2 separate regions of the Rattus norvegicus genome follow, and region 2 is linked to region 1. The links are chromatin contacts, called in public Hi-C maps. All regions are on one chromosome and are shown on one strand. The core of a region is the stretch at or near the end of the contact, and the rest is flanking DNA. Distances in the headings are between cores, read along the strand shown.

The links. A called contact is a pair of places that touch in the nucleus more often than the background predicts.
Region 2: a contact with region 1 is called in a Hi-C map of the Rat2 cell line, with 3 times the contacts expected there. The contact joins the promoter of Atxn1 here to the enhancer-like site in region 1. A contact is called at or near these places in 9 of 12 Hi-C or Micro-C datasets (the A7r5 cell line, the Rat2 cell line, Schwann cells and 5 more) and 1 of 1 datasets of contacts at active chromatin or transcription factors (oligodendrocytes).

The regions. Positions count from the first base shown.
Region 1 is chr17:18,737,514-18,744,416 of GRCr8, forward strand. LOC108348532 (a long non-coding RNA gene) reads right to left here. Exons shown (of 4, transcript XR_001841837.3): 4 at 5,919-6,903. Among named protein-coding and RNA genes, the nearest start is that of Stmnd1, 110 kb to the left of the region's middle. Within about 2 kb of position 4,903, at least 10 of the 93 cell types and tissues checked have an H3K27ac peak or open chromatin away from gene starts, as enhancers often do.
Region 2 is chr17:18,941,072-18,947,627 of GRCr8, forward strand. Atxn1 (ataxin 1) reads left to right here and starts at 2,698. Exons shown (of 9, transcript NM_012726.3): 1 at 2,698-2,890.

The DNA of each region.
Region 1 (6,903 bases), core at 3,653-6,152:
CTTTGGATTAAGGTTTATATAAGAGACTTAACACCTGTAACCTAGAACCCTAGCTAGAGATTGTGTATAAACTCTAATCCTCAACCCACACTGCAACCTGTAAATCCAAGCTTTCTTGAAATTAGCCAACAAATGGGAACCATGGCAACCATTAGTTTTTGTTTTGTATGAGGGAGTTGCCAGCCCATGATGTTAGCCTCCACTGAGAAGCGTCCACTTTGTGCTGTAATTTCACTACATGACCTCATTTCATTATAGGCTGAAGAGTAGGCACTGGCAGTCAATCACGTCTTACCCATGAGCGACTGAAGGCTCAACATGGGTACTTCACTTACCCAAGCAGAGAGAGCACTTGAGTTCCCTTTCAGGGCTAGAGTAAGTAGGATAAAACGAGGCACTTGTGTTGGGTGTCAAATTGAAGACATCAGCTCAAAATCTAGTACTCGAGGTAAAAGATATAAATTCAATATTCCAGAAAGACAAAATTAAGATAGTGATGTTCATGATGAGTGAATATGAAACATGAAATATAAAGTTATATGAAATAGAGGGTTTTGTCATGGGTTGGATTTTGGACCGTGTATTATTGCCCAGCAGGAGTCATCCTGTCCCAATAGCCCATGGTGCCTGATTGTCATAGGGGTATTGGGTTTCCAGCCAGGCTGATGAGGATGGATGACAGCATTTAGATATATTGGGCAACACAGCCTTTTATACTGTCCAGGCTTCTGGCTTTCTTTGCTTCCTTGGAAATGGGGAGAGACGTCTTGACAAGTCTATATATTGTGTGTGTGTCTTGATTTCCCTGTGGTTTAGCTTGCAACTGCCCAAGTTTCACAAGCCTGCCGCTGCCTACACCAGTGCTTTTCAGGCAACCCACCATCTTAGAACTGTCTGCCTCCGTGACCATCTCTGGGATCATTGGAACGAGGCCTGATGGTCTGACATGACTGTTGTTGCAAAAGTGACTGGTTCGTTCTGCTGTGCAACTTAGCTCAATGGTGGTGGTCCCGTGTCTGCCCTGGAGGCTCACAGGATGCTAGCACATAGACGAGTTCAATCAAAGCAGACAGAGGATAGGTGAGCCTGAATCTTCTCACATAGGGGGAAATAAGAATTGCAGAGTTCTAGAGTGAGGTGCTACGTCAGGAATTAGAACATCCAAGTCCAACGGACCTTCATTAGATTGAGGATTACACTGATGAGAATAATAAACCCCTACTTATTAAACAGGAATGGTAGAGTGGGAGCAAAGGTTCCTGGGCTTTTCCCAGAGTGGCCATTACACAACACATTTTCATAGACCATTCTCATAAAAAGAAAAAAAAAAAGAGGCTGGAGAGATGGCTCAGCAGTTAGGAGCACTGGCTGTACTTCCAAAGGACTCTTGGCCCGATTCCCTTCACATGCCTTACAGTTCGCAACCATCTAGCTGTAAATCTACCCTGCTCTGGCCTCCACTGGCATCACTCACACATGTGGTGTGCAGATATAAATGCACGCAAGACACCCACACACATAAAAACAAACAAACAAAAGAGATGCCTACGGAAACCAAAGCCGGGAGGTGTCCTCGGACCATAAGAATTGTCAGAAAAGGTTTCTCAAGCCAGAGACTCAAGCTAAACTTGGTTAACGTGCACCTCAGTTCATAAAGTAGGGATATAAGGCCAAATATTTCACTGGAGACACAGGATGTTTTATTTGAAAGATGATTGAACATTCTTTCAACATGGAGAGATTTCACATGAGATTATACTGCTGGTAAGACAGGGGTTATTTGGCAGCACATCTGGGTTCCTTATTATTTTTTTAAAATAATATCACCTTTATTTGTTTGTTTGTTTGTGGGGAGCATGTATGTATGTGGGCGGACATGTGCCATGGCATTTGTGAGGAAGTCAAACGACAACTCTCTGGAGTTAGCTATCTCCTTCTACCAAGTGGGTTCCAGGAATCGAACTCAGATCATCAGCCTTGGCCACAAGCACCTGTGTGGACCCAGCCCCTCACCAGCCCAGATCTGTGCTCTTGATTATAAAAATCCCCCAGAACTGCTGACTACTGGACGGGCATTTTTTTTTTTTTTTTTTTTTTTGCAGAAGGGCAAAAATGCCGCATACAGATAAGCACCGGAGAAGCTGGAAAAGTTAAACGGGCAGTTTAGCTCTTTAAAGGAAGAAGTTGCTTAGCTGTTCTCCCAGAACGCTAGGAGAAAAGATCGTAGTTTACCACATGCAGACCATTCGGTATCTGTTGTTTCAGGCTTTACCCATAGTCCCTAGAGTTCATGTTTTGCTATGCCAGACCCATTTCCCCCTAAATCTTGAGCGTTGCTTCCAGGGCATAAAAGTCATTCTTATGAGTGATGTTGCTTGTGCTTTACAACAGCCTAAGTGGCTTCTGTGTTATCGTAGGGCCAGTTCAATCCTGACACCCATGAGCATTATGTAAAACTCAGTGATTCTCCCTAGACCCTGAATCTTGGGCACCATCTCTGAGTCAACGATACCCATCTTTGAGAAAGAAGCCAGATGCACTTTGTAAAGAATCTCAATTTGCCTTAAATTTGTTGTACACTTAGGACTGGGTTAATTGTCATCAGAACCCTCTCCTCTCCCCAAATTGTGCAGTGCTTAAATAAATGAACTGAAGTGAGACTCTCAGAGCTTGAGCCAGTGGTGGATACTGAGTCGCACTGAACTGGGTTTCATTCTTGTCTTACTCTTGGATTATTTCAGGGACTCCCCTGCCTCCACAGGCTTTAATTCTCCTTTTGACTTCATAACCTCTACTCTTTCCACCTGTACTCACTACTCTAGGCTGGCCAATGTGACTAAAAGCTGAAAATTAAAATTAGCAGCATTGGAATGCCAGAGTCTTCCTTGCTGTCTATTTCACTCACCTGTGTTAACTATTCAGCCCTGGTGGGGTTGAGCTCACAGACCCTGGTGTTTTTGTCATTGGAACAAAATGTGCCACACGTACATTTGGGGCAAAGGAGTTGCCCAGGCTGGGAGATGAGATAGTTTTTCGCAGGGGTGGTCCAAGAAGGGTATATCACCAGGAGCCCAAGTCGACAAGTGAGGTGGCTCTGGGGGCTAAGGTTCTTGTTACCAAGCCTGATGACCCAAGTTTAATTATTGGACTCACTGCAGGGCTAAGAGAACCAACTCTTATCTTCTGATCTTCATAAGCACGCTACTGAGCGTGTGTGTGTGTGTGTGTGTGTGTGAATACTCACACGGATACATACACATACACACACAGTCACAGGCACATACACAGACACAGACAGAGACACACACAGGCACACACACAGACACATAGGCACACAGATATACAGGCACACTTAAAGACTCACACAGACACACAGAGACACATACACAGATACACACAGAGACACACACAGGTGCGCACACAGACATCCTTAACGACACACACAGACACAGACTCACAGACACAGAGACACACTTAAAGATACACAGATCACACAGACACAGACATACAGACACACAGGCACACTTAAAGACTCAGACAGACACAGACATACAGACACATAAAAACACATACACAGACCCAAACACAGACAGACACACTTAAAGACACACACACAAACACACACACACACAGACATACACAGGCACACATGCAGATACACCTACACACACAGACACACACAGAGACACAACACACACACAGAGACACACAGGCACACACACAGACACACTTAAAGACACATAGAGACCCACACAGGGACATAGAGATACAGACACAGCCACACACACACACACATGCACACACACAGAGAAACATATACACTCACACACAGATACACACATTCACACACACAAGCACAAAGAGACACACACAGGTACACAGATATACAGACACACACAGGTAGACAGACAGCAGACAAGCAGGCAGGCAGACAGACAGACAGACAGACAGACAGACAGACAGACACACACACACACACACACACACACACACACACACACCAGACTGAACTGTTTTCCCAGCTCAGGCCTACTTTACAGGCAACCCAATATTACTCAGACTTGATCCTTTTCCCTTGAAATCCCTTTTGCACGCATCAGGAATTCTTTCCCTCTCCTGCCTGCTTTGGGCTATTCTCCTATCCAAAGATGGCCTTCCACCGGACAGTTCTCTAAAGTTCCTTTGTCCCTCTGGGCTCAGCTTCCTGAGTTACCTACTTTGCCTCCTAGGAAGTTCCTACGCAATCAACTCAGTAGAGAAGCCGTGTGTTCTTCTGACTTCCTCGGCCTGAAGGATAAGCTCCTTACATTTGTATGTTTATATCTCATCTAAATCTTCCTGCGGCGCAGCCGAGGATGGACACAAACCTGTCTTACAGCCTTCAAGAGCAGTCTTCAAAGCCGGGGAGCACTTCCCAATCACAGCCACTAGAGGTCGCTCATCCACACAGTCTTGCCCGGTTCAGGTTCCCAGCTGCACAGGGAGATTACTAGACAAGCTGGAAGTAGGGCAGGCTGTCTTTATTTCTTTTTCTCTCCAACACAGCCTCAGGCCATCAGAGCTTCTGAAGTCAGGGTCCCTGCCGTGCAAGCTGCAGAATGAAAACACTGCAAATCACAAAGGTCACTGCATCCACTCTGCGAATCCACTGCTCACCTGAAATCTTCTGCTTCACCAGCAAGAGCCCAGTTAAGGTTCTGAATATTTTTTTCCCAGCTCTAGTTTCCCAGAAGTGGGAGGGGGAACATGTGACCACTGAGTGCATTGTATGTACGCAATTACAGATTATGCCTCAGATCGGTGATGTATGGAGAAAGATTTCCATGAACAAGCCGCTTCTCTGATCCTCGGGGACTTTCTGAGCTGGGCACTGTACTAAAAACAGCACTGGCTTTTGCAAATGGGCCAAGCTTAAGGTAGAGGCAGCAATCAGATCCTACTTGAGAGACTTCATGAGCCCACAGCAGCCCTATGAAACAGTAAGTTAGGGGATCGGACAAATGCGGCAGGCGGGTGGGAAGAGAAGAAATCGTAGATAATGTGCGCCCTGCATGGCTGAGAGCCTAGCATGGTGTCATGTGGGCATTTTGGGGCAGAATGCGGATGGGAGTTGACAGTGACTGATTCAAGTGGCTGTGTCAGTTATAAACATTCAGGGGTGTGTGCAGATGCTGGGAAGCAAGCTAGCACAGTGTGGATGAGTTGAGATTCTGGCTGCCAACCCTCTAAAAGCAAGCTCGCACATGCCATCAGCAGTTTCTAAAGTAGCGTTTAGACCTACTGGCAAACTTCAAAGGCAAGGCACCATGATCAAAAGGCTATATTCAGGAGCATGTGCAGCTGGACTCCTGATGATCTGACATCGATTAGTCATGACTTAAACCCTCTGAACCTCAGTTTACTCACATAGAAAATGGGACGGATAGACCCCACCTCACAGGTGTGGATAGACACAAAGTACTTGGACTAGTGCCTGGTACAGGTCCGGAGTATGGTCACATGTTACCAGGTTTGAAATGTGTCATCGGGACATCATTGAGTCAACTTGTGTACACGCACCTACACAAGCAAAGCATCAAAAACCATTTTCCAAACGGTCTTCTTGGTCTGGCATAAGGAGTTGGCGGGACACCAGGGAGCAGAGTTGGACTGTCTTTGCCCTCTCTCTGTTCCTGCAGGCCACCAGTAGGGTGCATATTGACACACTGGAAGGCCATGCTGGGAGGTCCTGGGGTCCTCACCATGCCACCATGCCATCATGCCAGGTGGCAAAAGGGCCTCGATTTACAGCCCTGTATCAACACTGCTTTTAAAGAAGACTCTTGCCTTGTCTAAAAGCTTTAAAGTGATCACCAATTCTACCTCCCTACGGATGGGACTGCTTTCCGGGTCTCCATTTCCAGAACAGGGAGATACTATCCATACTAAAGATCTTATTCTACAAGTAGCTCCCTCCGGCAGTCAGCTTCCACAGAGTATCTAAGAGCCATCAGCCCTGGGAGACCCACTGCTTGTTCTGACATCGAGTAACAAAATAACACTCCTTGATTAGCTCAAACCACCTGGAACCTCAACCTTGTGGGCGGGTCCAGCAAATGGTCCCCATTGTCTTGCTGCTTGGATACATTGTAGTTCTGTCTGGTCTTTGATCCAGGCCATTGGAGGTTCCTCCAAATCTTACCCAGCCTCATCTAGGTAGTTTTTAGTTTTTGGAAATAGAAGTTCAGAGAGTGCGGGTTGGCTTTTAACTCCCCATGTCGCCAAGGATGACGCTACACTTCTGGTCCTTTTGTCTCTGTCTCCCAAGTGCTAGGATTCCATTGCCACCTTCTAGCGACTTCCACAAATCAGATCCTTAAGCAGCTTCGATCCCCTTGTACACATTTTTCAAGACCGTAGCTTCGAGCTGGGGCATGCTTGATTGGAGAGCAATAACCGCCATCGATTTTTCACCTCCATAGTCCTTAATCACTTAAAATTTCATTTCCAGGTCAATTACTCCATGTGACCTCTTGCTAGTCACATCAGCAGTGGATTTTTTTTATATTTAGGGTCCAGGATGAACAAAGCATGAGCTTAAATCAAGCACCAGAGAACGATGCTATCAACACATACTGTAAGCATAAACACAGGGTGAAAAGGTCCACTGAAGAGTAATACACCATGTTTACAGTAAGCTCCCCCAACCCCAATATGATAAACCAGGCTGATCAGTTTTAACTATCTGCTTAAACCTAGGATCACCTGGGAAGAGGGTCTTAATGAGGAATTATCTAGACCAGCCTGTGGCCATATCTGTAGGGGATTTGTTTTTGATTATTAACAGAGGTGGGAAGGTCCGCCCTGAACACCAGTTGGGACAATTTCATAGGCTTAGCACTGAACTGATGAGTAGTGAAAAAA
Region 2 (6,556 bases), core at 1,448-3,947, 200 kb after region 1:
GGGCCTCTTCCTCAGTTTTACTTCACTACACAGCTTGACTGATAGTTGTACAAATATAATTTCAGATTTGGGTTTAAGAGCTGGTGCTACACACCTGCCACCTTGAAAACCCTGTTCTCTTTCCATCGAGGTTTTATTCACACAAGAACTTTTGCTTTTAAAGAACCGCTCTTGTTACTTCTGGGATGATGTATTTGACATTTTGTCTTCGGGAAACAAAACAGCTCAGTATTCAAGTAATGAAATTGCTTCATGATTATTATGTCTCTGTTGGACCTTGCAGGAAGCAATAACTGTAGGTAGTGTGTGTGTGTGTGTGTGTGTGTGTGTGTGTGTGTGTGACAGTTTATGGCTTTAATCTTAATGGCTAGGAAAGTAAACAACACATTTCTTATTAATTATTTTTACTGTGTGGATTATGTACATATTTAGCTTTCTTCAGGGAACATTTAAATTAATTGACTAAGTCTAATATGAATTATGTGTTTTAATATGTTTAAGGTTGTTAAAATAACGCAAATTAACCGCTTGCATCAACGTAATAATTACAATATTAGTTATTTCCCTTGAAAATTTTCTAAATCTAAGATGTCTAAAAATAGAGTGGAGGTGGATTGGACAGTTTGCAAATTATGAGCTGGAATAAAAACATCTCAGTTACGCCAAAAACATGGCAACCAATATTTTCTGTTATAAAAATATTTTAGATTAAATTTATTTTTTTTATGAAAGCTGTCTGCAACTGAAGCGAATTAACAGAAGCTTTGTCGATTTCACAGGCCAGCAGAAACAATACCTGTAGCACAAAGCAGACGCCTCTCTTCCACACGCAGCCAACAAGCTTCTGTTCAGTTTCAAAGACAGCTTTACCAAGAGGGAGTGAAAGATAGCAGTCAGTTAAGCTCTGAACTATTAACCTTCACCTGGAGAAAGTGCAGAAGGGAAAACAAAACTAGACAGAGCCTCCACAGGAAACTCACTTTAACCGTCCACTAGAGGCTGTAAGGAGACCAGTAATGTCACTTTAGCATATGAAGTCTAACAATCATGGATCTTTAAGTGAACAACACAGTTACGGGGGAGAGGGGCGGTGGGGGCGGGGAGGGGGAAGAGAACAGTTGTAGTTCTATTTAAACAACCGTGGATGTGTGCACGGTGTTTCAAAACCTGAGAATAGATTTGTATCCTACACACACACACACACACACACACACACACACACACACACACACACACACACACACACGGCATTTCTTTTTTAACTTCTGAAGTGCGGGCTCCACAATACAGTAGTTTAAAAGCTCACACGTTTCTCTCGGTGACTCTGTACGCTGCTTCAGATAGTGACTAACTGTTAGGTCCTACGTAAACTGAGCCAAAAGGTCTCTCAAATCCAGCTACAGTCAATAGTAGTGGCTTCCAGCGAGACCAAGGGATCAAGTTTCCAGACTCTTAGTTTTAAGCACCTGAAAGAGGTCAGATGCTGGCCTGACACCTACTGGTCTTCAAGAATTATCTGCAGCAAAGAGATCGCCACACCGAGCGACCCTCCTGGGGAGGTGCGGGCTCTTCCTTCGGATGCCACACCTGTTGGCAAGGTGCACTCCTCCGGAGAAGATTCCTTCCCACGGAGCTCACACCCGGCTGAGGTGTAGCCGGAGGGGGCGGGTGGGGACTCCGCGTCTGCGTTTAGCCACCGGGCCAAGGTGGGAAGTTCTTTCGCCTTGGATTCCCGAGAACCACCATCCACTGCTCAGTGCACGGGTTACCTCACTTGAGATGAGATGAATGGTCCACAGTTAGCTGTGAGGAGTGAGCAGCAGTTCGGTTACCAGGGCTAGAGCTGAGACGTTCGATGCTCATAGCAGATTTCTAGACCAGCAGAATTTGAAAGGAGGCCCAGGAGGTCGCCAGCTTGTCCAGGCAGGAAAGGTGAGGGTGCCGGTGCAAGCTGGGGAAGCCTGAGAACTTTCCGGAGTTGCAAGCCAAGGCAGAAGGCACCGGCCTAGCATCGGGTGGCTCAGGACTGGCGGGCTGGCTAGTTAACCGCGGGGATACAAAGAGTCCTCTTAGATGCTCACCAGGGGCACCCTGGGTGCTTCGTAATTAGAATCAGCCGACTTCCCCGCCCCCTTGGGTATTTTACCAGGTGGGAGTCAAAGCCTGACACCCGTTGCTCTGAGTCTCCCAGGTTGCCTGAGTTGCACCCTGCACTCACCCTGTCCCCCTCCAACTAGGTTGCAGGGAGCCGGGGAGGCGCGCGAGCACCGATCGGTCACCACTCCAATGACCTCATCGCCCCAACTTCCCCGCCCCTTTCTCAAACCTGGAAGGCACAGTTCCCTCCGGTCGGTGTCCGGGATCTGGAGTCGCAGTTGCGGAGAGACACCCGGCCTCCCCTGGAGCGAGCGCTGCCCCAGCCCGGGTGCATAGAAGGGTTAAGGGCGCGGGCCGGCAGCCGCGCCGTGCGCTCGCCGTGCTCTGTGCGGCTCGCCGGGCCGCCTGCCAGAGGGTGCCTCTCCCCCCCCCCCCCCCCATGAAGTCGGATCCTTGAGCTGCGGCGGCGGCAGCCAACTGCTCCATATTTGGCTTCTATTACACATTTACATACTGGAGCGAGCGAGCGAGCGCGAGAGAGAGCGCGAGGGAGGGAGGGCGGGCGGAGGGAGGAGGGAGGGGAGGGGGGAGGAGGAGGAGGAGGAGAGAGCAGAGTATACCGCAGACATCATTTCTACTACAGTGGAGGAGCCGTACAGGACCTGTTTCACTGCAGGGGGATCCAAAACAAGCCCCGTGGAGCCGCAGCTAGAGCTACAACAGCCGCAGGACACTGTGTCTCTCCCTCTGTTCCCCCTTCCCCACGCAACCCCAGATCCATTTACACTTTACAGTAAGTGGCTATTTTTTTTCCTCCTCTGATTCTTTCTCTCCCCCCTCCCCCTCCCCCCGATTTAGATTAAAATCACCTCCTCCCGCACCCCAATCCGCTCTCTCCGGAGAGGGGGCCAAAGAAACATCCAGCATAAAACCCCCCTCCCCCAGTCTCAATGGGCTGCACGGAAAACAGCTGGAAGAGGAGCGAAGGAAACCGACGCGTCGTGGTGTGTGTGTGTGTGTGTGTGTGTGTGTGTGTGTGTGTGTGTGTGTGTGTGTGTGTGTGTGGTGTGTGTGCAGGCGCGCGCGAGTGTATGTGTGACTGTGTACATACACCAGTGCCCGGCTCCTGCCTCCCGGCTCGGGACCCCCACTGGGAGCAGGAGCGGCTAGCAAGGGGAGCAGCTAGGGGCTGGGTGGGCGGCCGCCAGGAGAGGGGGCGCGCCCGGGCGGGGGGCGCGGGTGGGGAGAACGGCGGCGCCCCGCTCCGGCTGCTGCTGGTCCGGCGGCGGCGAGCGCATAGAGCCCCGTCCTCCTCCTTCCGTGTGGCGTAGGGGGAGGCGGCAGCCGCGGAGGGTCGCGCTGCCCTCTTCACTCCTCAACAGCCCCCCTCCCGAGTGGGGGCGGCGAGCGCTGCGGGGGCTCGAGGGAGGGCTGGGCTTCCCCGCCCGGGGTCGCCTAGCTTGAGAGAGGCAACCCCGAGCTTGGGGTCTCCCCGCCCAGGCCAGCGTCTCGGGGCCAGGAGGGGACCTAGAGGGGACTTGCAGGAGGCTCGGGGGCGCGGAGAGGTGGCGGCTCAGGGGGCAAGGGCACGCGGGCCATCGCAGCGCAGTGGGAGAGGCGACAGGGACCGGCCCTAGCTGCAGCCGCCACCGCCGCCCTGTTGGTGCGGCCGCTTCCTGATCCAAAGCAGCAGCAGCAGCAGCGGCAGCCGCCGCCACCGGAGCTGGAGCCGGGAGCCGGGAGCCGGGAGCCCGCGAGCGCCCCAGCTCGGCCCGGCGTCCCTGCCGGCGCCCGCGGCAGTAGCGGAGGAGCTGCGGGCGCTGCCCTGCGCCGGGACTGCTCTCCTGCGCGGCGGCAGGGAGGGTGAATGAAGACGGGAGGAGGGGAAGGAGGAGGCGGCGGCGGAGGAGGCGCTGCGGGGATTGGGATGTGCCCCGGAGCCCCGCGGCTCGTTCACTCGGGGCCCGAGACGCCGCCACTGCCCGGGCTGCCGCCGCCGCCGCCGCCTCCTACGTGGTTGCAGCCGAGCGCGCAGGCCAGTCCCGCAGGGGGTAGGGAAGGGGCCGGACGGGCGGAGCGAGAGGTGAGGCGGGGTCGGAGAGCAGGGAGTAAGTGCGTGTGAGTGTGTAGGTGCGTGTGTGTGTGTGTGTGTGTGTGTGTGTGTGTGTGTGTGTGTGTGTGTGTGTGTGCGTGCGCGTGTGTTCGCGCGCCGGGCGGGGGGCCAGGACCATCGCGATGGGGAGTGGGGTCCACAGTGGTCCCTTAGCTGACTCTGCAGCCCTTCGACCTCTCTTTAGCCACCTCCTTCAACTCTGTGGCTTGTGAGCTTTCATTTTATTTCAGACCACGTAGAGAGCTGACTGCAAGCGGTGAAACAATTCAGGTTTTCTAGAGAGATTGAGCAAGGACCTTAGTGGTGGGGGGTGGAAGTAGGGTGCTGGTCTAGACTCTACCAGGGGCGCCGGGTGGGGGTGGGGGGCGGGGTGGGAGAATCAGGGTTCTAAGACGAAAGGGTTTAGTTCGATCCCGTGGCTGTCCTGTTTTGTTTTTGCTTTCTTGCTGTATAATCCTACAGATAAGAGGGTAATATAAATACTTGGGAAGGTTGGGAAATTGTTGAAGAGTAGTAAGGGCGGAAAAAAAAAGAGCCAGTCGGAAGCTGGTTATATAATGCGCTATGTGGCTAACAAGAAAGGCAAGCTATTTTTATTTTGTTTACCGTATGTTGTGCAGTAGGAACTCCTCCAAACTGGTTCTGTCCCCGAAGAGATTTCTTAGTTTGTCAGAGAGAGAGTCACAGGATACAATTAGTAAAATTAGAAGACCCCACACCACCTACAGAAGAAAAAGTAATGCTTTAGAGCTCTCACCTCACATCCTGCCTGGCATGCAGGGGAATGTGTGTATGTCCTATGTTTCCCTGTAGCAATCTAGTGGTGTCATCTCAGTGACATTTCTGTTTTATAATGCGAGCTCTTCTTAATATTTAAACAGCATTGCTATAGATCGTAGGCAACAAGGTAGTTACAGGCTGGGTATTTTTAGGTACAGCTGGTTACTTTTTGCAAGAGTGTTTGCTAAACCATTTCTGTGTGGCTTTTTGAAGAGCCCTGTCATTCCTAGAAGCCCTCGTTAAGCCTAAACCTCTGGTTTATTGATGGTGGGTGGGTAGCTGAGACAGTTTGATAGCCGAGGGTTTTATTTTTATTTTTATTTTATTTTTGAATGAAGCTTATGCCAGCGGAAGCTAGAGGTAGCCACCAGAGAGAGGAAAAACATGCACAAGCCCTCTTGGAAAGGGATTGCACCATAACAGCTTAACTGTGGCATTTAATCTCCTCTGATTGTCCTCTAACTGGCCACGCATCAGTCAATATTTTAGCAGCTTTGCAAATAAGTGGGCTTGAATGCCACCTTCCACATAAAGCCGAGGCTGAGAAACCTCCTGCCCGCCTGCCTCTCTCATCATAGATACTGTCTGTGGTGTTAGTTTTCTGTACACTTACTCCAGCCCAGATCACTCATGTAATTAGATCAGGCTGCCATGGCAACAGACAGTGTTCCTTGGCCCATTCAGGTGGGTTTGCCTGAACTACTCCAAGTGTTTTATGCACGGTATTTGAACTGCCCGAATCCGAGGGGAGAGACTTCACTGTTTCAATTGCATCTTCTTTCAAGTCATCTGAACGGGAGACACTGAATGAGGCTCCTAGCTACTTAGCTTTTCTAAAGGAAACCAACACGCTGTTCCTACTGGGTACAATATGTAAATGCCTCTCCCCAGACAGAGAAAGGAGCCGGACAATCCTGCTGGTGTTTATTGTGAGCAGATCAACAAGTATTTGATACTTGCTAGAAACCTTTCAGAGCTGACTAAAGCAACATTTCTTTTGCAGTCTAGAGCCTTTGGCCTTGCAGGCACTTAACCCTTTCAAGTGTGAGAGAAGAGCACAACCCCTGCTTTATAGTCAAAATTGCTGACAGTGCTGGCTGGCTTTCTAGATGGTTTACGGAAAGGAGATGGTTTATTTGGAAAGCCTATCCCCACTGTTACGTTTTAAAACTTGACGGTCTCCATTATAAAAAATGGATACTGACAGTAGGCAGGCATTCTGAATATTATCTTCCTTAATTTGGATCTGTTGCTCCTGACCTTTGATGATCTTCAGAAGTAATTGAAAGTTTTTTTTGTTTTTGTTTTTGTTTTTTTTTGTTTTGTTTTTGCAGCTAAGTTAGAGAGGATACAAGCCAGCTTAATGCACAGAACTTTGCACAGTAAACAGTTTGTACAGTACCTTAGGGTATAATTTAATGAACATCTAGAGCACTGCAGTCCAGTGTTTACATTTGGGCACTACCTTAAGCCTACTGAGGCCAGAAAGATTATATTATGACCGAAGAGATAACAAAATGGCAGCTTTAGTTGCTGGAGCCCAACAGTGTTCAGACAGTCCAGATG